2 separate regions of the Callithrix jacchus genome follow, and region 2 is linked to region 1. The links are chromatin contacts, called in public Hi-C maps. All regions are on one chromosome and are shown on one strand. Each heading gives the region's core, a stretch centred on a gene start, on an enhancer-like site or on the middle of the called end of the contact. The rest is flanking DNA. Distances are from core to core; before and after follow the strand shown. Region 1 overlaps STN1 (STN1 subunit of CST complex). Region 2 overlaps CFAP43 (cilia and flagella associated protein 43).

The links. Hi-C and Micro-C count contacts between places; a contact is called where the count stands out from the background.
Region 2: a contact with region 1 is called in a Hi-C map of induced pluripotent stem cells, with 5 times the contacts expected there. The contact joins two enhancer-like sites. A contact is called at or near these places in 2 of 3 Hi-C or Micro-C datasets (induced pluripotent stem cells and skeletal muscle).

Annotation. Positions count from the first base shown.
Region 1 is chr12:96,886,756-96,891,017 of calJac240_pri, reverse strand. STN1 (STN1 subunit of CST complex) reads left to right here. Exons shown (of 10, transcript XM_002756577.7): 8 at 4,238-4,262. Among named protein-coding and RNA genes, the nearest start is that of STN1, 31 kb to the left of the region's middle. Within about 2 kb of position 1,792, at least 4 of the 16 cell types and tissues checked have an H3K27ac peak or open chromatin away from gene starts, as enhancers often do.
Region 2 is chr12:97,217,865-97,222,126 of calJac240_pri, reverse strand. The region is part of intron 3 of CFAP43 (cilia and flagella associated protein 43); the gene reads left to right. Among named protein-coding and RNA genes, the nearest start is that of CFAP43, 13 kb to the left of the region's middle. Within about 2 kb of position 1,881, at least 3 of the 16 cell types and tissues checked have an H3K27ac peak or open chromatin away from gene starts, as enhancers often do.

The DNA of each region.
Region 1 (4,262 bases), core at 543-3,042:
AACCCACTGTGCCGGCTAAAACAGCAGCATTAAGATTCATGGTGCTTTTCTGCCCTGGAATCTCCAATCTGGCTTTCTTCTTGAGTCCCTTTTTCAATCAGCTGAATAGGCGACTCTGCCTTCCTGGAGCTCCAAACATCAACCAAAAGGGGAGCCAGTCCTGTTTACTCTGCACTGAGAACCGCTGAGCCGGGGTGTGGGCAAAACCACCACGCCAGTCACAAGAGTCGCGCTGGCGACCCGTGGGGCTCCTCTGCTAGGAATCTCCTGATCCGTGAGCAACAAAAATTTGTCTGAAAGTGTGGCGTCCTCTCGGTCTCTGCGCTTTCACTGGGAGCTACAATCCCGAGCTGCTAGTAATCAGCCATCTTGGATCTCTCTCTTCATCTATCTTGTTCTTTGTTCTCTACCCATGGCCTAGAACTGGTCTGGCATAAAGCAGGTTCTCAGTAATTATTTGCTGATTGAAAGAATAAATGATTTTTAAAAATTCAAATCATCCCACAAAGTGTAAAGGTAAACATCAGTTTCTTCCCATCCTCCCTCTCACTCCCTTTCCCCGGAGACAGGCACCAGTACTAGTCTCTGGAATATCCTTCTGGAGATAGTCTGTGCTTATATGAACTCTAAGTCATTGTAGCCCTTTCTGTTTTACACAGATGGTAGCATGGCGTAGTATACTAAGAGACACCTCACTTTTCACTGACGTGTGTCTTACAGATTCTTCCCTAGCCGTACATATAGATTGGCCCCTACAGTCTTTTGTTATGTGTACCATCATGTGTGTGACCAATCTCTCCATTCCTGGACTGTTTAGATGTTTTCTGATCTCTTGCCATTACCAGCAAGGCTGCTGTTGAATACCCTTCCTAGGTAACATAAGTTGTTTTTGATTTTGGTGGAACAGATACTGAGTCACATCCTGATCTCCTGGGCATGGCCACTGCTTCTCAGTTTTGTTTGTGCTCCTAATTATCTCTTCTGGGCAACAGCCTGATGTGCCCAGTGACCCATGATTTCATATGGGGAGATGAGGGATATCGTTTCAGCAAACACCAAGGTGGAAAGGGTCATGACTGGCTGCTTTGTTCTTTGCCAAGATTGCTTCTAAACAGTTGCAGCGCTCCAGCTGTCTGCTGACAGCAAGATTGACCTTCTTCCCTCTTAATCATTTAGAGGCGGCTCAAAGCGAAATTGACCTCCTAGGACTTCTGATGATTCTATCAGCATGTTTGGAAAGAAACTTTAAAGCTTAGTGAAGACCATATTTTTCACATGAAACCAGCTCTTCTGTGATAGCTATAATTAAGTAAAGAGAGAAACTTAAGCATTCTTTGAGGACTAAAAGACTCCTCCATTCAAAATGATCTGTGGGGAACTTTTGGCGTGATATCTTTTTGAAGATGCTTAGAACAGAAACTTGTGTCTGCCTAGTGCTGTATGTTTAAAAAAGAATTGAATATGGCACTATATTTGTTTCGTCTTTGGAAACTTTTTTTCCCATCAATTAGGAGTTAGTCCCTCACATTGCTTTGGCTGGGGAGGTCAGTGTGATTAAATTGGTTCTGTTTAATAGATTCCTGGGAGACTAAAGGTGTTTTACAATGGGAGTGAAACCCTAGATCCTTTGTCACTTTCTGTTGTCATACAGATGAAAGCTTAACAACAACAACAAGAAATCATTGTGATCGAGTTATAGTTTAGAGGCAGATAGAGAGCAGGCTTGAATGATTCCTCCTTTTTTCATAGTGGCCCTTCTTAGCAAATCCAGAAACATGATAAGCAGGGCTTGCAAAACCATTGTTTCTTTGACAGCTGGATGAATGTTGAGTTTGGGAATGAAGACTATATATATTTCAGGGATCCACCCAGTTCCTGACCTGAGATGAGGAGAGGCTTGGTAAGGCTTAGCATGTTTAGCTAGTCACTATTTTTTTGTCTGTGAGCAATTTTGGTTTTGTAAATCTGATGAGTCTGTCATTGCTCTTTCGAAAAAGACAAGAAAGACACAGATCCCAGTCTAGGAAAAGCTGCTGGCTAGAAGAGACGATTAGTGGCTTTACCCTTGAGACTATGCTCTTTATAACTAGGCCAGGGAAATATGTCCCAAGGTCAGCTGAGGCAAATGCTTTTGGAAAGGAAGCTTCACGTATTGTTTATATTTACAGAGAGCCATTTCTGTTGAGTCCTCCTTGTTCACAGCTGAAACTGTGTTTTTAATCTCCCAGGCCTAGGCATTCTGTCTTCCTGTTACTTGATCTTACTGAAATCTGGGAGGGAGAACTAGGTTTTTTATATGGTTTGGGGATAACCAAGAGTCATTTTTAAAGACAGGAGTGATCATGTAAGAATCATCTCTAGTTTCCAATTTATTTCTATCTTGCTAAGAGATGTAATAAACCTAATCCTTAGGATCCTTATGTGAAATTGACTAAGAAGATAGATCTCCTTAGAATTATAAACATTAGTTTCTCCCTAACCCCCACTGTCCCTCCCCTAGTCCCCCCCCACAGACTAATTTAAATTTAAAAATTTTTTTTAATTTTTTAAAATTTAAAATAATTTAATTTAAAAAATTATAAAGATTAAGAAGTTATGAAGGTTTGCAGAGGAGTGTCCATTGTGCCAATGGTATATCCCCTAAGAGCACTCGTGTATGAAATTAAAAACAGTTTTGCCCTAAACCTCTGTGACTAAAGAGATGTGTGGCTGAGGATTGCTAAGTGAGGTATTTATTCTAAACCCACCCAGATAGCTTTTTGCCTGTGGGAGTTGTCAAATATTTCCCAGCCTTATTCTCCCTTCAGAATAGAAGCTTTCATAACCTGGATTGTTTGTCAGTTTTGGGGCCCTAATGACGAGGTTCTCCAGCTTGTTCTTTTAAGGAAAAACTTAGACTGTTAATTCAATTAAGAGTGTTAGGCTGTTATTGTTAGCCCAGGAGAGCACATTTGTGAAACATCACCAGGATCTACTAGAGTAACAAAAAGCCTGTTTGGGATGCCTCTTCTAGAAAGAGAAGGTTTCTTTGGGGTGGACCTGTAAACACGAGATCTGTAGAGGCTGTTTCCTCTCCCCTTAAGAAAATGTCATTAGCAAATCTCAGCCACTCTTTTTCAGCACCTGTGGGTGCTGCCCCACATAGCCTTTGTAAACACCTTTCATTAGAGGTAGGACTTGCCCTTCAATGCTCTTTTGGATGCTTTGGCACATTTCTTTGGAGCTCTGATCTTTTCAATATCTTGACAAATTTCTGTCACATTAAAAATGGATCTGTACTTTGAAGGGCAATTGTTGTCCACCATTTTCTTTGTTTTCAGAGGGAATGGAAAATCCCCAATGGAATAATAAGAGGGATACACACTCTCTAATGGGTATTTGTTTCCATTCATCTCACAGATATTTTTTCTCTAATGAGTATTTGTTTCCATTCATCTCACAGATATTTTATCGGTCACCTAACACATGCTAGGGAGGAGATGGCCAAAATGAAACAAAGTCCCTGACTCAAGAAGCACCCCATCTGGTCAGTCATGGAGAGAAATAGCTGATAGCCTAGCTTCCTCGGGGATAAGAAGCAGGATGACCTGGGACACTCCCCAGGCAAACCTGTCTCTAGAGAAGGGAAGAAATAGTGAACATGAGGGGAAGAGCTGACAGCAGCAGAGGTCCCTTCCAGGTGGGGACTGTGCTTTACCCCAGGACTGCGTCTACCTTCAGCCTTGTGGACTCCCCTTGGTGGAGCTCTATACAGCCTCCATCATCCTCCATTTAAAATAAGAAGTCTATTTAATACTTCATGCTGGAATCCCCAAATTATTCCAACGTACGTAAAAATCTTTGAAGTCCCTAGGAAGAGATTGTATACAGCCGCAATTTTAATGGAAAAGGGGGCTAATATATATACAGTATTTTGGTTTTGTATAAAAAAGTAAGTCAAAGATTGTCCAACAGTAAAGGTACCTTTTTTATTCTGTACTACACAGTGTTGAGTTCAGAAAAAAAAAAATCACAACTAAGGTATGGACCAGTTATGACAGGTGACCTGCCAGGGCACACTTCTCAGTCCTCCTTAAATACCATCTTGCTAGGCCGGTACATACCAGGATCTTTTTGACTCAGCAGATGAAAGGCCTGTTGGGTGAATTAATGAACCAGTTGGTCTAGGGAGTTGTTCTCAGGTGCCATAAAGTGAGACTTATTTCTTTTCTTTTTTTTCTTTTTCCTCTCTACACAGGTGAATTTTACGAAGGACACCACTT
Region 2 (4,262 bases), core at 632-3,131, 330 kb before region 1:
CCTAAACACAAGGGAGCTGGAAGATAAGCAGGGAGGAGGATGCAACTTACTTGGTGAAAGTAATTTAGTAAAAGTTCAAAAGAGGTGAACTTCTGGAAGTCAGACCAGGAGGAGCTCAAGTACCATGATTTGACTCCAGGAAGTAAATTAGTCCAAGAAGATTTTACCTTTATGTTCTAATGTTTTAAAAAAGCAGAATGGATTCATATATTATTTGTGTTATTAAAAATAACAATTTTGAAAAAGAATCTAAGTGGAGAATGGTCTTATAATTCTAGTCTCAGGCTGGTGGGGCCTGGGACATCTGGGGTTCACAAGCAAAGATAATATGCTATACACCAGCTATACCACCACCATGAGTTTCATCAGAGAGTCATTCACTGAGATGTCCAATGGATTAGTCCATTTAATCCCTGCCTCCCCTCCCCGCCCCCACAAAACCCCCATGAGACATCTATGATGGTCCTCATTTTAAAGAAAGAGACTGAAACTTTAGAGAGGTGAGATGTTAAGGTAGAATTTCAAACAGATTATAAGACGTAAGGTGGTTTCGTATAACTCCTTAATAAGGGAACCAGCAGGAAGACAAAAGAAGCTGGTCCCTGTCTTAGTAAGCTATCACAAAATCCCATGGACTGGGTGACTTATAAACAACAGAAATTTGTTTCTCACAGTTCTGGAGGCTAGAAAGTCCAAGATCAAGGCATTAACAGCTTCAGTGTCTGGTGAGGGTCTGCTTCCTGATTCATTGATGATAATTTCCACTATATCCTCACATGGTGGAAGGGATGAGCTAGCTCCCTTTTATAAGGAGACTCATCTCAATCATGAGGGCTCTGCACCCTTGACCTGATCACTCCCCAAAAGTCCCAATCCCCAATACTATCACCATTGGGGTTAGGATTTCAACATAGAAATTTTGGGGGCACAAACGGACTATAGCAATTCCTGAGTGCTTAAAAGAACATACAGCAGGCACTGTGGCTCATGCCTGCAATCCCAACACTTTGGGAGGCTGAGGTGGGTGGATTTAATCCTGAGGTCAGGAGTTTGAGATCAGCCTGGCCAACATTGCAAAACCCCATCTCTACTAAAAATATGAAAATTAGCCAGGTGGGTGGGTGCCTGTAGTCCCAGCTATTCGGGACCCTGAGGTAGGAGAATTGCTTGAACCTGGGAGGAGGTTGCAGTGAGCTGAGATCACACCACTGCACTCCTGGGTGACAGAGCAAGACTCCACCTCAGAACACACACACAGAGTTAGAAAAAGGAATGGTTAAATAAAATTTCTAGGTTAGATACATGAATGATTAACTTTCCAGAGATCCCTATAACCTTAGCATCTTAAACTTATTTTCTACCAGGGAATACAATCATAGCATTGTATATGTTCTAGTGTTAAACTCTAACCTGTAAAAGCGTGCCTGCTTTTATCACATTGGGGCTGTTAGTATACTAGGATAACAAAGTTACATTCTCCAGGAGTGCCAGATATGGGGCAAGACAAGGTACAAAGTCTGGTTTTTGTTTGAGGAGGCTTGTTGGAAAATGCTTGCAATACCATGTGAGAAATCAAGCCAACACAATTTTTCTTTTTTCCAAGTTTCATTATTTTTTGTTCTTATAAGCTACTTCCCTAAACTTATGTAGTTGGTAAGTTGCTGAGTGGGCTTTAAACTCATTTGGTTTTTAAGCTCTTTCATAGCTTTCATTAATCTAAGGTACAATGGGAACATGTAGTAGGGGTACCTCACCTAATCTGATGGTATAGGGGGATGGTCAGGGAAGGCTTCCTGGAAAAAGAGGTAATGTTTAAGCAGATACTTTTATTAATTAGCTAGACCTACCATAACAAAGTACCACAGCCTTGGTGGCTTAAACAGCATAAATGTATTGTCTCCCAGTTCTGGAGACTAGAATTCCGAGATTAAGGTCTTAGCAGGGTTGGTTCCTTCTGAAGGCTGTGGCAGAGGAATCTGCTCCCATGCCTCTCATCAACTTCTGCTCATTTGTTTGCTAGCAGTCCTTGGCTTATAGACACATCACCCAGATCTCTGCTTTTAGTTTTACATGGCATTCTCCCTGTGTGTGTCTGTCTCCAAATGATCCTTTTAAATACGAATACCAGTCTTACTGGATTAGGGCCCATCCTATTGACCTATTTTAACTTGATTACCCTCTGTAAAGACCATATTTCCAAACAAGGTCACATTCTGAAGTGCTAGGGGTTAGGATATTAGCATGGGAATTTGGGGGAGGCACGGTTCAACCCATAGCAATACCTAAAGGATGAGCAAGAATCAGCCTTGTGACGAGAAGAGAGAAGATCCCAGGCAGAGGAATGGCATGTGCAAAGTCCATGAGGTAGAGAAAGCACAGCAGGTTTAAATGAAAAGGTCATAGTAATGGGAACAAGAGATTTGCCATGAGAGAGGCAAGCCTGGAGGGACAGTCAGAGGTCAGCTCATGAGCAGCCATATAAGTAGGTGACCATGTGGTTTATCATCCACATTAGGATGCTTTAGAGAGTCCTGAAAGGGGGTGTTGCTAATGAATGCAGGGCACCTAAACTGGGTTTAGCCTAAACTGGATTTCTCCTAGGCATACTGCGAAGGATACTCACCCTCTGTATAAGCTATGCTAATGGACAAATCTTTTATCCTAAAGGCAATGTGAAGCTATTAAAGGGTTTTAAGCAGGGATGTGCCCATTATGTCTGCATTTAAGAAGACTCCTTCCAGCCGGTTGTTTCCCTCCAATACTTTTGTATTGTGGAAGGTATATTGGAAGGAAACCAGGCATGAGCATCAATTAGGAGGCTGTGGTGGTCCAGGTGAGAGATGACTGTGCCATGGACTAGGGTGGGAGTAGAGAAGGAGGGAAGTGAAACTATTTTGGAGGCGTTTAGGAGGTAGCATCACAGGACTCGTAACTGACTAAATGTTGGGTGTGGTGCTGAGGAAGAGGGATGGGCCTAGGGTTATACCCAGAGTTGTGACTTGGAAAACTTAGGGACACTGTAGTGCTATTCAGAGAGATAATGAGAGCTTGAGGGCAGGGAACTTAGAGGAGGCAATGGGGGAAGGTGAGCTGGGAGACAAACTGAACTATGACTGCTTGAGATGAACAAATGGAGATAACTAGTTGGCAGCTGATAGATCAGTTAGGGCTTAGGGTCAGTTGTGGTCACAGAAACCCATATCACCAACAGGTGTTTGCTTCTTTCACATGCAATTGTCTGGGCCCAAGCATCTGTGGATGTATGGTGGTTCCTCGGGGTCAGCAGCCAGTATCCCACTGTAATGCTGCTCCACTGTTCCTAGCATGTTGCCCTCATCTCTAGTATTTACCCCGTTAGAGACTAGTGATGAGGTCAACACTCTAGAAACAGCAGAGAAACTCTAGGAACCACCCCTGTATTTTGGGAGCCAATGGGAAGAGAAAAGGATGAGGGGAAGGCCACAAACCTTCTGTTGAAATGCAGGACTTGGAAGGTGCACACACGACTGCCACTTACATTCATTGACCCGCTCTGCCATAAGCCACAGTTAGCTTCAAGGGGGGCACTGAGTCATATGGTCTTTGTTGTGAGTGCCCATATGTGTCTGGCTAATATATGGGGGTTCTGTTACTCAGAGGGAGAAATGGAGAATAAATGTTGGGGGACTAATGCCTTGCCACAGATATCCAGGACTGGTGCTCAGGAGAGAGGGCTGGAGATAAACATTTAGGAATAGTTAAGTCAATGGATAACCAAAGTGCTAAATGTAAATAAGAACACCTCAAGAAAAGCCTAAGGTGGAACTTAGAGGAATATCAATGGAAGGGACCCACTTTCCCGCCATGAAAGAAGGAGGGAAACTAGGCAAGGAGGGTTTTAGAATGTGCCTCAGCCTGGGTTCTATGGAAAGCAGAGGCTGAGTCAAGAGCTCATGCACCTGTCTTTGGTAGGGTGTGTGATCCCAGGGCGGGAGAGCCAGTCTGAGGGCACATTACCTTGCTGGTCACCACTTGGTACCAAGTGCGATTGATTACTTTATCTCAAAGGTAGTCTTCTGAGAGGTTCTATGAACTGCTGTGAATCAGGACAGTCTTCAGGCAGTGACAGACTGTGGGTGGGGAAGGGAAAAGGAGATGATAATTTATCCACCGACTCCTCTATCCTATAGATCAAAGCTTCATTGCACAGGGCAGTAACTCCTTTACACTTTCAGGTTTTGTCATGACTTCCTGCATCTTGTCCCCAGGAGCCACACTGAAGC